5 separate regions of the Mus musculus genome follow, and regions 1, 2, 3 and 5 are each linked to region 4. Evidence: chromatin contacts called from public promoter capture Hi-C data. All regions are on one chromosome and are shown on one strand. Each heading gives the region's core, a stretch centred on a gene start, on an enhancer-like site or on the middle of the called end of the contact. The rest is flanking DNA. Distances are from core to core; before and after follow the strand shown. Region 1 holds the start of Apex2 (apurinic/apyrimidinic endonuclease 2). Region 2 holds the start of 3010001F23Rik (RIKEN cDNA 3010001F23 gene). Region 3 holds the start of Tspyl2 (TSPY-like 2). Region 4 holds the start of Phf8 (PHD finger protein 8). Region 5 holds the start of Tro (trophinin).

The links. Promoter capture Hi-C pulls out the DNA fragments that hold promoters and counts their contacts. Capture Hi-C pulls out chosen DNA fragments and counts their contacts.
Region 1: a contact with region 4 is called in a promoter capture Hi-C map of liver, with 5 times the contacts expected there. The contact joins the promoter of Apex2 here to the promoter of Phf8 in region 4. A contact is called at or near these places in 7 of 39 promoter capture datasets (the 3T3-L1 cell line, the C10 cell line, cranial neural crest and 4 more), 2 of 115 datasets of contacts at active chromatin or transcription factors (effector CD8 T cells and memory CD8 T cells) and 3 of 9 other capture datasets (adipose tissue, liver and pancreatic islet).
Region 2: a contact with region 4 is called in a promoter capture Hi-C map of embryonic stem cells, with 5 times the contacts expected there. The contact joins the promoter of 3010001F23Rik here to the promoter of Phf8 in region 4.
Region 3: a contact with region 4 is called in a promoter capture Hi-C map of liver, with 3 times the contacts expected there. The contact joins the promoter of Tspyl2 here to the promoter of Phf8 in region 4. A contact is called at or near these places in 5 of 39 promoter capture datasets (the HPC-7 cell line, HPC-7-derived erythroid cells, embryonic stem cells and 2 more), 3 of 484 Hi-C or Micro-C datasets (CD4 T cells and embryonic stem cells), 2 of 115 datasets of contacts at active chromatin or transcription factors (embryonic stem cells and memory CD8 T cells) and 2 of 9 other capture datasets (adipose tissue and liver).
Region 5: a promoter capture Hi-C map of erythroid cells shows a contact between it and region 4, with 2.6 times the contacts expected there. The contact joins the promoter of Tro here to the promoter of Phf8 in region 4. A contact is called at or near these places in 2 of 39 promoter capture datasets (erythroid cells and hippocampal neurons) and 1 of 115 datasets of contacts at active chromatin or transcription factors (astrocytes).

The regions. Positions count from the first base shown.
Region 1 is chrX:150,586,741-150,589,440 of GRCm38.p6, reverse strand. Apex2 (apurinic/apyrimidinic endonuclease 2) reads left to right here and starts at 1,286. Exons shown (of 6, transcript NM_029943.2): 1 at 1,286-1,518; 2 at 2,315-2,398. The coding sequence starts at 1,365. It also overlaps a transcript of Pfkfb1 not described here.
Region 2 is chrX:152,367,158-152,369,857 of GRCm38.p6, reverse strand. 3010001F23Rik (RIKEN cDNA 3010001F23 gene) reads right to left here and starts at 1,286. Exons shown (of 4, transcript NR_045451.1): 1 at 1,164-1,286; 2 at 1-16. Gpr173 (G-protein coupled receptor 173) reads left to right here and starts at 1,140. Exons shown (of 4, transcript NM_001359449.1): 1 at 1,140-1,807; 2 at 2,348-2,437; 3 at 2,589-2,700.
Region 3 is chrX:152,341,200-152,343,899 of GRCm38.p6, reverse strand. It overlaps Tspyl2 (TSPY-like 2), which reads left to right and starts at 1,416. Exons shown (of 7, transcript NM_029836.4): 1 at 1,416-2,360. The coding sequence starts at 1,575. Gpr173 (G-protein coupled receptor 173) reads left to right here. Exons shown (of 4, transcript NM_001359449.1): 4 at 1-302.
Region 4 is chrX:151,519,355-151,522,054 of GRCm38.p6, reverse strand. It overlaps Phf8 (PHD finger protein 8), which reads right to left and starts at 1,383. Exons shown (of 22, transcript NM_001113354.1): 1 at 618-1,383.
Region 5 is chrX:150,656,181-150,658,880 of GRCm38.p6, reverse strand. It overlaps Tro (trophinin), which reads left to right and starts at 1,445. Exons shown (of 13, transcript NM_001002272.3): 1 at 1,445-1,536.

The DNA.
Region 1 (2,700 bases), core at 37-2,536, 930 kb after region 4:
TGTGAAATTCTGAGGGTGTGTGCATTCGAATGGGAATAACTTTGTAGCAATTTTCAGTGGAAAAAAAAAAAACCCTTAGGATGCAAAGTTATAGTTTTCCTGGAAATAGGGCGATTCCTGTTAATTCTGTTTCTGTGGTCACAAAAAAATAAGTCGAGAACTCATCCCTACTGCCCTGCTTATTCATCCATTTGCTAAATATTTATTCCGTTATCATATAAGGTGGGTCAGAGATGGCCACTGCATTCAGGCTGCTGGCAGTCTAGTGACAACGGAAATCAATGGGGGTTGTGCACTGTGGTAAATACTGTGCCATGGACCATAAAGTGCAGTGGTGCCCACAGGAAAAGACGTAAACACAGAGGTGTGTGGACAAAAAAAAAATCAATTGTTTACCTGATTAAGAAGGGTTTAAATCTTGGCTCTACCACTTCTGTGAGGCTGAGACGAATTTATTCAACTTCTACTTAGCTTCAGTGCCTCTTCCTGGATTATCCTAAGAATGAAAGGACACGGTATAGACAGGAAAACCATAACTGCATCGGGAAATGATACTATTCTGGAGCTTAAATGGTCTAGGCCTCGATTTTGCTCATCTGAGAAATGGAGCCAAATGCAAGTCTGTCTTATGCTTTGAGAGTCAAGACAAACATGGCTATACAGGGAGGATTTGAGGCAGTCTCCTTCCTCCAGACTCCATTAAAACGGAGGCTAGCTAGGTTCTTAATTGCTTAACGGAGAAAGTTCCCTTCGCCACTGCCCAAAAGGACTCCAGGGTCTGCAGAAGCCCCTCAGCCACCGCCAGGGGCCGCTCACTAAAGCCAGAGTCCTGTCTCGATCCGGGTAGGGCGTTGGCTCAGCTTGTTTCCCCAGAGGCCTGCCCCTTGACAAAGGGACAAAATCCCATTTGTCAGTAACCTGGCGCATCAGGGGGTACTTTTGTAGTAGAGAAGAGCAGTCAGATTCGGGCGTCCAGGCCAGCATGCGGCCAGAAGAGAAGGAGCCCAACCAGAGACGCGCCTCTCACCAGTTACTCTTCCCAGGTTTTGGTCTGGGTCTTGCTATGTAGCCCAGGCTGGCCTTGAATTCATTACTGACCCTGCCTCAGCTTCCTGAGTACTGGGGTGACAGGCTCGTTTGATCAAGCCCGGTTTTCCTACAGCCTCCACCTTAGTTCCGTCTCCCGCCTAAGAGAACTGAACTCGAAGTCCCGCCCTGCTTGCGTCCTGCCGTCGGAGGGGGCGGAGGGGAAGGTGAGAACGCCCGGTGGAAACGCGAGAGGAAGGCGGGGAGCCAGCTCACTTCCGGGCAGCAATGCATTTGCCCGCCTAAGCTTCCTTTGGGAAACTGTACCGTTTACCAAAATGCTGCGCGTGGTAAGCTGGAACATCAATGGGATCCGGAGTCCCCTGCAAGGCCTTGCATGCCAGGAACCCAGCAGCTGTCCCACGGCCTTGCGACGCGTTTTGGACGAGCTGGATGCTGATATTGTCTGTCTCCAGGAGACCAAAGTGACCAGTGAGCATTCGAGAATCCAAGATCTCTACGGTGTTTTCCTTTTGATGCTAACCTTTGTTCTGTCTCATTTCGCGTTTCGTTTTCCTATACTTAGAATCCTGCCCTTATACCCATCTGAAAGGCCTGATCCTTTTCTTTCTAAACAACCCCACCCCAGCTAGAACCCCTAATTCCGACTCCTGGCCTGCTTTCCCCGTTGAAACCCTCATACACAGATTCCCACTCATTCTATAGCCCGAACTCTGGGCCTTGAATTTTCTCCTTTCATTCTTCTAAGCCAAACACCTCAGTTTTCCATCCCTGCCCCCACCTCAGTCCTTAATCCCCACCTAATCTCTGCCTTTAGCTCAGACTCTTAATTTCTCCTTCCCATATCTCCAATTCCTCTTTTCTCTCCACCTCAAGGCCCTAGATTCATTCCTCTTTGATATCTTACCTCAAATTTAGACCTAATTTCTTCTCCCATAATTCCCAGCTCGAATTCCCTAATTCCCTCTCCTACCTCCCACCCTTCAGGTCCCCAATCTCCACTGCCAGCATCTGTGAGTACTTTAATCTAAATCACAAGACTTAGCTCTGATTTGCCCTCCTCTGCTTCCCTATCTAATTTGAATATAATTTTCTTTCCTGACTTTCCCATCTCTCTAGCTCCTGTCAACATAAACACTTCTCCTGACCCTCAATTACAGCTCTGATGTATGCTAACCTATAACTGTAATTCCAGTCTTTCATGGGTCCATGGTGCTAATTTACCTCTGACTTTATATTTACTTTTTTTTCTTTTTTTTTTTTTTAGGAGATGTACTGACAGAGCCCCTGGCTATTGTTGAGGGTTATAACTCCTATTTCAGCTTCAGCCGCAGCCGTAGTGGCTATTCTGGTAAATGAGGTCTTCTGGGGGTATTTATGTTAGCATTGGTGATGGAGAAAAGGAGTGTTTTGGTATTTAATAAGAAGGTAACATATTTTGACTTTTCATTTCCAAAGCAAATGCTGCTAATTTTAGGTCATATGAAACCTCATATTTATGCACCGAAGTTTCCTTTTGTCCCTCAGAAGTATAGTAATGTACTTCTTCTGAGTTAACTGTATAAGCACTGGACCTTAACTGCCAGGGTTCAAGTCCTGGCTCACATCCTCTCTGTGTTTTCTGACAAGTTACTTTACCTTTGTGTTTCAGGT
Region 2 (2,700 bases), core at 37-2,536, 850 kb before region 4:
CTGGACCTACATAAAGCTAGTTAATGAATGAACCAACAAGTGGGGTAAGAAAACAAATAAAATACAAGTTTTATATCAAGAGAACTGGAATTGTTGACTGCTACAAATTAGAGGAACCACCACAGCATCATTTGGTCCCTATTTAAACCAATTCAAAACAGAACTGTATTCCCTGGTCTTCCCATGTCTGTTTCCCAGGCATTCTTCTCATCTTTTGCTTCATGCTGTCCTGGAACACAGCCTTAAGTATGTGTTCATGCTTGCCTCCTGGCCCAGAGAAAGTAGATTTATCATTGTGGGTATCCTCACAGGGGCTCCGAGTTGGGTGTCTGACTCCTCCTCCACCTCTCTCCAAGCCAACTTCCAGAGCCTACCCATAAAACCCCATCCTAAATAAGGCTATCTACCTTATCTTCCAAACCTTCCATACCAAACCTAAGAAATTTCCCCTGAATCTTTGTCCAAAACCGGACCCCAGACCTTTACAAGCTCTGCCCTCATTGCACGAGTATCCTAAGCAAGTTGCTATCTCAGCAACCTCTTGGCTACTTCCCCTCACCTCCACACAGGCCTCTCTCAAGTCAGAAAGGCCTGAGCCTGATTTTGTCAGTCAGCTATTGTCCTGGCAAGAACAACCACCACACCACACCAAGCATCCCCATTCAGTAAGCCAGGCAGCCAAGTTCTCCCGGTCTCGCCAGCCCCCTCCCCCAACCCCAGCCGCCCCGCCCCAGGGAGGACCTTGCTGGTGGCTGGGAGTCTCCCGGCTGCTCAGCCTCCCTTCTTCCCTCCCTTGCTCTCCCTCCTTCCCTCCCTCCTCCACCCGCCCCTCGGGCAGGGACTGTGCAAATCGAGGAGAGGGGAGGACCAACAGGCTACACAGGGTCTAGCTAAGGGGCCAGGACTCCTCACTGAGACCCTATCCAAGCTAGGTGTTTCCCGCATCACGGAATCTGGATTTGTGTGAAGCGGGGTGATTCCCGGGCCAGGAATTCCTTCCAGCAGGTCCACTGTACCTTCGTCTCGCTTCAGGACCCCCCTTGGATGCTCTGAGCCACCCTTCTCAACCCGGATCTAAAACCTGGGACACGGCTATCAGGCCAGCCTCTCTCTCCCTCCACCCCTCCCCCTCTTTCTGGCGTCCATCCCCTCCCCAACACCACCTCTGCTACTGCCTCTGGCTGTGGACCTGCACCTCTTCTCCATCCTCGCCAGGCCCGGAGAGTGGGGTTAGCCTGGATGAGAGTGTGCCCCTAACCTGGGGCCCTCCCAAGCCATGGCTCCTGTGTTCCCAGGGAGGAGTCCAGGACCCTGAGCATCTGCTAGAAGCTTGGCAGAGGCCCCGCTGGGACCGTGTCTTCTGAGGACAAAAGGCTGCGGCCAGCAGGCAGACTGGGTGGGGGGTGGGGGGGAACCGGTAGCTAGGCAGGCAGAACAGTAGCGGAGCCAACACTGGCCCCCTCCCAGACCGGCGGTGGCATGAAGATGGGGGTGGGAGTGTGTAGTGGGAGAAGCACCTACCAGGACCCCCATCTGCCCGCTACTTGGGCACCCCAAAGCTGTGTGCTGCCCACCTGGTGTTCCCCAACATCTCCAGCTCTACCAAGTGCACCCCTCTGGCACCTGCTTCCCTTGCTGCCAGTGATTTAGATCAACCAGGCTGTATCCACGGCAACAGAAGCAGGAGTGTCACTGGCTGCCAGATCAGTGAGGGTCCCACAATGTGGCCTGGGCTGTGGTTTATCCTGGATGAGACAGAGTGAGTCTCCTTCCTGAATTCCAAGACAGTCCTGCTAAGAGAACCCAGGTAAGTAGTCAGCATTCTTCCATAAAGGAGCTAGGGGAGGAGGGGGGCTGGGACTTCTCTGTCTCTCCATATATTTCAGTCTCTATCACTGTCATGCTTCCTGTCTCTCTGTTAGTCTCTCTGCTTCATCACTGAGTATGACAACACTCAAACCCCAAGACTGCTTATCTTTCCCCATCTTCTTTAATCCTGAATGTCCCATAAGAAAGGGAACCACCACCTGTTTCTCCACCCCCAACCCCTTACAGGGTCTGCTTCTATCATTATAGTCACGTTTAGACACAAGACCATTCCTTGTGTGCTAGCTGTGGAAGGGGTACCTGGGAGCTCATTGAGCCTTGTTCTCACAATGCCTGCAGCTTCCTTTTCTCCTTCTCCAGGTTCCTTAGGTTGTTTGCAGAATTGTGATCTGTATGTGTGTGTGTCTGTGTGTCTGTAAGAGAGACAGAGAACCTGGGCACCAAGCAGGTGGGTAGATATGACAAGGAGGCTGCTCCTAGTGCAGACCACCCCTCATTCCTTCCTTTATTCTTTTCCCAGTCTCTACCTACAGGTAACATACCTTTGCTCACTCACCCTGGAAGATGTGTCCCAGCTAGTGGGAGGAAGCTGCTATAGGAATAGAGGAAGGTAAGGTGGGGGTAGGGAGCACATTCAGGTCCTGGGCTCTGAGAGCGCTTGAACCAATCCCCATGACAATATACAGGGGACAGGAATAACGTAGTGGTCCCCACACTGTGGGCCCTGGCTTCTATCACATGGCTCTCTGTTTCTGTTTCAGATACCCATATTGTGTTTGGGACCTCCAGATCTATGACACAGTAAGCCAGAGGTCCCTGTATCTGGAGGTGCAGGAAAACCTGGTATATGGAGAACATGGATTCTACTAGGGA
Region 3 (2,700 bases), core at 167-2,666, 820 kb before region 4:
ACTCAATTAATTTACTATTTATTTACTTATTTCTTCAGGTGCACAGAATTGAGCTGACCCTATTACTCAGTTCTTGGCACACTCTATCATTGGTCCATGCAAGGTCCTTTTATTATTTTGCTTTGTCCCCTTCATCACCCATTCCTGATCCCATCCTTCCAACCCCACATAGGCACCGCTCTTCAGTACTTAATGTGTGTCCTTCCAAACCACCGTTCATGTGTTTATTTACTTATGTGTATCTGTGGAAAATATATGGTATTGATGTGTTTTAATTTACATAAACAGTATTGTACTATAAATCTTGCTCTGTTTCTTTTTTCACTTAACATTCTGTTTTTGCGAAATCCAGCCATGTTGCTATACATAGATCAAATTTATTCTAGTAGTCCATCTAAAACACATATCACATCCATTTTCCTGTTGATGGATTCTGAGGTTCCTTCCTCTGCTACCACAGCAAGGCTGCAATGGGCAATTATCTCCTCTCCTTAGGAATGTCTAATGTAGAAGAAACAAGCTCAGAGAGGGGCAGTGATTTGGCTAAAGTCACAGTGGAAGTCACCTGCTATGTGGATTCTAGAACCAGAGCCAAAACTCCACCATCGTGCCTCATCAAAGACCAGCCATTTCTGATCACAAACAAAATAAAATATAATATTAGGGTACAATTAATAGCCGCATTCATTTAGGAAAAGCTGGGGTAGAAATTATGTGTAGACAAAGAGAATTTTAAAGTTCTAGAAAAATCTAGCACATTAGTTGAATCACCTTTTTTTTTTTTTAATGACGCAGAGGAAGTTACTCTTTGCATCTGTGGAGCCATTTTGCAGAAATAGAAAAAGCCATGTCAAAACCTGACCACCAAAGCAAAAAGACCTCAGATATTTAAACTACTAGCAGTTCAAAGCAGCCTGCGACTGAGGGGCTACAGCGCTCACCCCACAGGCATAAACTGGTGGGGGAAGGGACAGATTTTAAAAGTGCGTAGTTGTTGGGGGAGTGGGGCGGGGAGAATGATAGCGAGGCTCTCTGATTTCATTTGAGCACATCTCGTTCCCTGGTGCTTGCGCACTCCCAGCCACCCTCCCCGGGCCTAGTCTTGTGGTCTTCAGAATCACTGGTACTTTTCCCATTGGCTAAAACATTGCAAGACTGAGGGTGAGGGGGCTCCTACCCTAGCTTTCCTCATAGCCAATCGCCCCGCAGTTTTCCTCTCATCACTGAGGGGCAGTCAGCCTGATGATTGGTGGGCGCGAAGGGAGCCAATTAGAAAATGATGATGTGTAGTGTTGGCAAGCGGATTGCGTGAGAGAAGGCAGGGGCTGAGGGAACGCTACCGCCAGCTCCGAGGCCTGCAGCCAATGGCGGGCAGAGCAGACGCCATGCCAGGGAGTGGGCGGGGCCTGGGCGATAGGCGCTGTGGGAGTGGGGCAGGCGCTGTGGGAGGGGACGTCAGAGCGAGGTGGTGAGCAGAGCTGGTCGCGTGAGGTGTGGCGGCTCCGCTTCAAGTGTGACTGGTGGCTACGGCCTTGTCTGAGAGCCGCAGAGCCAGTGTTGTGAGTGCGGTCACCATGGACCGCCCGGACGAGGGGCCTCCGGCCAAGACCCCCCGCCTGAGCAGCTCGGAACCCCGTCAGCGCGACCTGCCGCCCCCGCCACCCCCACCGCTCCAGCGACTGCCCCTGCCTCCACCCCAGCAGCGTCCGAGACCCCAGGAAGAAACCGAGGCTGCACAGGTGCTGGCTGACATGAGGGGGGTGGGCCCCACGCTGCCCCCACCACTGCCCTATGTCATTCTTGAGGAAGGGGGGATCCGCGCGTATTTCACCCTGAGTGCTGAGAGTCCCGGATGGGATCACGCAATGGAGTCAGGGTTCGGGGAGGCCCCTTCCACAGGGATCATGGAAACGCTCCCATCTTCAGAAATCTCTGGGGGAAGCCTGGCAATTGACTTTCAGGTTGCAGAGCCCAGCAGCCTCGGAGAGAAGGCCCTAGAAACCTGTAGCTTAGGAGGGTGGGGGCCCCAGATGTTAGTTGGTCCGAAGAGGAAGGAGGAGGCTATCATAATAGTGGAAGATGAGGATGAGGATGACAAGGAGAGTGTGAGGAGGCGGCAGCGTCGGAGGAGGAGGAGAAGGAAGCAGAGGAAGGCGAAGGAGAGCCGAGAGAGGAGTGCCCAGAGGATGGAGAGCATACTGCAGGCCCTGGAGAGCATTCAAATGGACCTGGAGGCGGTGAACATCAAGGCAGGCAAGGCCTTCTTGCGTCTCAAGCGCAAATTCATCCAGATGCGAAGGCCCTTTTTGGAGCGCAGAGACCTCATCATCCAGCATATCCCAGGCTTCTGGGTCAAAGCAGTATCCTTCTCATCAGTATGCATGGGCCAGAAGCCCATGACTGAAGGGGAGATGTGTGGAAGAGAGAGAAGAGGTGTGGGGGAGGGTCAGAGATGAGGATGATGAATCCCCATTAGAAGATTCTAGAAGGCGTGGAAGAGGGATGGCAAGAGGGCAAAATCGCATCTAAAACTAGACTGCAGAAGGGAAAAAGAGTAGCATTGCAACATTTAAAAAGAAAATGGATCCCAGACAATAAAAGAGGGAGGGGTAACGGAAAAGGCACACAGCCCATAAACGGAGCAACAGATAGAGAAAGGAGGAGAGGAGGGGGGAGTACAGGTGATGAACTGACTAAGGA
Region 4 (2,700 bases), core at 134-2,633:
AAGCTTTCGGGAAGCTTATTTAATCCCTCACTGAACCCCCTCTCTTCACTGCCCTCTTGCTTCCCAGGACTCTCAGCTCCCTTTATTATGACGCAAACCGCGGCATAAAGGATGAGGCTGGGAAGAGGGAAGCTGAGGGAGAGACCAGAGACCCTGTCTAGCCCCCCAAAATAGGAAGAAGCAGAGATGCGGAAATCCCTGAAGGTCTCCGCAGGTTATTCCGAATTACGCCCCCCCACCCCACCCCCCAAAGCCTTCGGGAACAAGACAAACAAGACTAGGCACCCAACTCAAATCACAGTCCTGGGATCGCGTTGGGAGAGTTTAAATGATCCTTTTCGTCATTCTCAGTATCATTCCCTCCCGAGCAGTAAGGAGTCTCATTCTGCTCCAAAATGAAATAAACCGCAATTTCGTCCTCCACTCCAAAGCTGACAGGGAGCTCATCTCCCCCCCTGACACTGAAAAGGATCTCTTCGAAGCCCCAGGAAACCCACTAGAATCTCCTCGCCGCCGCGAAACTAAGCGAAGAATTTGTTTTCCCCTCCACAGCTCCAAATGGCAGGCATTGCCTTGCAATCCCCTCCGACCGCCGAGGGTTCGGCTGGACCCCTCACCTGACAGACGTCTCGTCTTAAATTAGAACGCAGCTTGCTTGCAGCCCCCAAAACTTACGAGGAGCTCTCTACGCCTCCCCACACACACACTGACAGGAACCTTTTTTATGCCCCAAACCTGATAAAAAATGTCCACGGTCCCAAACGCTACAGAGCTCTCTTCATGCCCGAGGCTGCAGGGGGCAAGTCCTCAGGGAACAGAGCTCAGCCCCAGAGACTCGCCTGCCGCTGGGCTCGCTCCGGGGCAACCCAGCTCTGCGCTAAGCACAGGCTGGCCGGGCAGTTCCGGCCCGAGGCGGCGCGCGCTGAATGCTGGGATTGCCGCTGCCAAACTGTGAAGCTGACTTGCCTTCTCCTAGAAACCACATGCCGCGTCACGCAGTGCCCGGGCTCTGACGGGGCTTTCGGGCAGTGTCCACCTCAGCCCTCCCACCGTCTGGCCCTCAGAGCCTTCTAGAGACCGAGGTCTCAGCCGGGGCTGGGGGTCGGGGTCGGGGCCGCCGGGCGCACTGGCAAGTGGCTTTGTCGCTGCCCCCTTCGCGAGACAGGCTTGCGGCGGCTGGAGAAAGACCGCCGGAGAGGTCGCCGGGAGAAGCCACTCTCGGGGGGTTGTAGGAGATTCAAAGCAATCAATAAAGTTTATTCAAAATCGCGAGGCAGTTGAGGCGGAGAGGGGTGGAGAGATATGGTAAACAGCTACCATATTGAGAGTGGCGGCGTTCTGGGAAAGAGACGAGCCCGCCGCCATCTTACGAGGCTCGGGCACGGGAGGTGAAGGTGGAGCCCGGCACGTCAAGCCGGCGGCTCTTGCGTGACGTCATGGGGCGGGGCGACACCTTGAGGGAGCCTAGGATGTTGCGCCTCGTCTAGGTGGCCCAATGGCGCATAAGACCTTGAGCTGATAGGCGGAGGAGCCGCCATCTTAGGCGAGGCGGTAGTTTGGCTCCATTTTGAGTGGGGCCTGGAGCGTAAGTCTTCCGTAACCCCGGGTAAACACGGAGTTGGAAAAAAAAAAGCCAAACCCGCACCTTCCTCCGCCCGCCCCCCTAGCACTCGCCGCCCCTCGCTAGTCTCCTCCTCCGAGAGGAGGTGAGGTCCGTGGCTCCGGGCGGCAGAAGTGTTACATAGGGCTGCGGGGGCGGGTTTCAGCCTTGGGGGATAGGCTCCTGTCCATTGAGCCCTGATAGTGGACGAGGTCCTTTTCCCACGGTTGGAGTTATCATTTAATCTTTCACTCTGTGAGAGGAAAAAAACTGCGATTATCACCAAATGAAGAAACAGGTTTAGAGAAGGAAAGTGATCTGAGAGCCTGGGAATTAAAAAAAACAAAATAAAACAAAAAAACCTCTTTCCCCCAGCAGGCTCTTCCCAGGGTCTCTGTCATGAACCATGCAGGTTCAATTCCATGAGAAGCAAAAATCAGTTCACGGCTTTCCATATATCTGTACCAGGATTTTCTGACTGCTTTAAGGTGGCACTGTTTGATTTTGTTTTTTCTTCAGACATTAATGAAATATCCCTAGTTCTCTTGCTGTATCACTTTCTTGCAGGATCTCATTACTTTATAGAATAAACTGTATTAAAAGTTGTTTTCTGGAACTGGAGAGATGGCTCAGAGGTTAGAAGCACTGGCTGCTCTTCCAGAGGACCTAGTTCAATTCCCAACACCCACATGGCAGCTCACAGCTGTCTGTAACAGGGGGCCTGGCACCCTCACATAAGACACACATGCAGGTAAAACACCAAAGCACATAACATAAAAATAAAGAAATTTTAGAAAAAAATATTTTCTTACCAAAAGAGGAAGAGTGGCGTGGAAAAAAAGAATATGTGTAAAACAGTTTTCTGGCAAACATATACAGGGACAAAAGTGTCCTTGTCAGAGAAAAATAATTTCCCTCTTCTTGTTTCCTCATTTCTCCTTTCCTTTCCACCTCAGCCTCGGCTTCTTGAGTGCTGTGATTATTATCTGGTGGAGAACTCTTTAAAAACCATCTGAGAGAATGGGGCAAGAGAGTGACAACTTTAACAAGAAAGGAAAAAGGGAGGAAAGAAAATGAAGAGTAAAATAAGCTAAGCCTCA
Region 5 (2,700 bases), core at 196-2,695, 860 kb after region 4:
TTCTGTCCAGACAATCCCTACACTGTTGGAAAATGGGTATCGAAGTCCTTTACTATTTGTTTGACTGTGCTCTATCCCCCATTCATTATTAACATTATTGCTCCATACATATAGGTGCTTCAGTGTTGGATTCATAGATACTTTTAATTTTTATATGGTCCTTGTGAATTGTCTCTTATTATATAATTCTTTTGTTGTTTGGTTTTCTTTTTTATTTTTAATTAGGTATTTTCCTCATTTACATTTCCAATGCTATCCCAAAAGTATCCCTTGGTTTTCTTGATACAGGACCTCACTATGTAGCCCTGGCCGGCCCCTGAACTCATAAGATCTGCCTGTTTCTGCCTCCCAAGTGCTGGGATTCAACGCCCAGTGTATAATGTCATTCTTTTTTATAATGTCTCATTTTAGCTTTGACTGCCTTTTTTTTCTGACATAATGGTCTCTACTCAGTTTGACATAATTGAATGAAAAAAAGTGAATGCTACAAATTGTTTCTTGCACTGGCGAGTAGTGTGCTACATCACAAGAGAAAGCCTAAGTCCTTGTTCAGAGCATCAGTAAAAGAAGAACATGAGAAAAAAAGATGTGTATGTATATTTGTATGTATATATATGCACATATACATATGATTTTTAATATATCATCTCATCGTAGAAGGCTGTACTTGAACTCAAGACCCTTCAACATCTCCCTCCCAAGTAGTGCTGGAATTATATCAGGGCTTTGTTAAATGCCCGCTCCCATAGTTTCCAAATAATTTTTTTTTTAATTTTAAGGAATCAGTGAAATTATTTTGAAATAAAATAGAAGCATGTAGGGATTTTTTTATTACATTTTTATTTGTAATAAATAAAGTGTGTGTACATGCACATATGTGTTTGTGTGCAATCAGAGCTGTGAAGACAACCTGTGGGAGTAGGTTTTCTACCTCCGCCATGTGGATCCAGGGAATAGGATTCATGTCCGCAGGCTTGGAGTGCTTTTACCGCTGAGCCATCTGACAGGCTCTAATTGATTTTTCTTACATCTACTGTTTAACTATATGTATTTAATTATTTATTACATATTGTTTAAATATATATTATATATATGAATTATTTGAGAGCATCACCTTAATGTTCAGCGCCTCTATCTTAATCTAGTCGTATTTTAGAGGCAGTAATGAATGTGACGTTCTCACAGTATATCACGCCATGTAATTAGTGTTGTCAGGACAGGCGTGGGAGCTCTGAGGTCATTTTCTTCAGGAGAAACTGAAAAATCAAATAGGAACAGGGACACGTATTGGGGAACAGAGAAATGAAATGGAGACTAGGTGTGAATGCTGAACAAGAGGTAGTAAACAGATGCGCCACACTGAGGAGACTGGGAAGCCGTTAGCGGGGAGGGGGTGGGGCGGGCTGGTAGGGACGGAGACCCCCCTCTGGAGGCGGAAAGAGGCAGGACCACTTCCGGCCAGGGGGGCGGGTTACAAGCTCAGACCTGAGGAGAGGCTTGGAGAGAGCAGACGTCCTCTCGGCTCACGAGGGCGAGGTGAGCTGAGGTGGCCAGCTTTAGGAAAGACCCCGTGGGGGCTTCAGAGCCGCGGCTTCGGGGTGACTGGCTTCACACAGCATTAAGGTTTGACAGGAACCTGGCTGGATTCGGGATCTAGCGGTTTCGATGTGGTGGGTTTAGAGGTGCCTGGACCCAATTCTCACTGCGTAAAGGCGGGGGCGGAATCTCCGGGCTACGGGAAAGTCTAGACTCAGTTTGGGGATGGAAAGAAGGGATGCAGACCTGGTTGGGATTTTGGAAAGGAAACATCTAGAACACGTTCTGGCTGTAGCAAAAAGGGAGGAGGGTCGAGTTCAGGAGGGAGGTAAGGGACCCGGATCAAGCTGAAGAAAGGGGGCTGGACCCCGTTATGGGCTACGAAAAGGATGAATCGAATCTGGACTAAGAAAGGAGCGACAGAATCCTCTTTAAACGGCCAGAGGACCAGGCTTGGAAGGGAGAAAGGACGGGCTAGGATCCGGGTAGCACTGCTTTGAAAGAGGGGATGACCTGGTAGGGTTAGGGAGCTGGGAATCATGAAGGGGTTATCCCTGTTGGATTTGAGGGTGGGGTATCAATGTTGCAGAAAGGGCGGGGCGGGGCCCTTGCAGACGTGGACCGGGGGGGGGGGGGGCGAGGGGGGATAGTGTTGGCGAAGGCGACTGCGGCGCGGGTGGGGGGGGAGGGGGCTTGAGGAGGGTGGGAGGTGCGGAGGACTGCGGAACCACAGCCTGAGTGAGTGGCTGATGGTTGGCGCGGGCTGGCGCGGCCGCACAGGAATGGGGGCGGGGGTGGGGTGGGATGGTGGTAGGAGGGGGTGGCGCGAAGAGGCCCTGTGGAGCCTGGGGTGGGGGGACGGGCTGAGAAATGATGTAGGAGGAGGAGGCGGTGGGATCGAGATGTTCTGTAGCTCTGAGAGCGGGGGACATATGTGGACATGAGATGGTTAGAATGGTCCTGTCCACCATAGCGCATGCGTATTGAGGGCCTTGAGGACCAGCTGCATTTGGAAAACCTGTTATCATGCGCGCGTGCGTGTGTGTGTGCACGCGCATATGTGTGTGTGTGTGTGTGGGTGGGTGGGTGGGTGTGGGTGCGCGCGTGTGTGCGTGTCTCTCGCTCTCGTTCTGTGCGCATGCGCACTGTCAGGTTGCGGTGTGG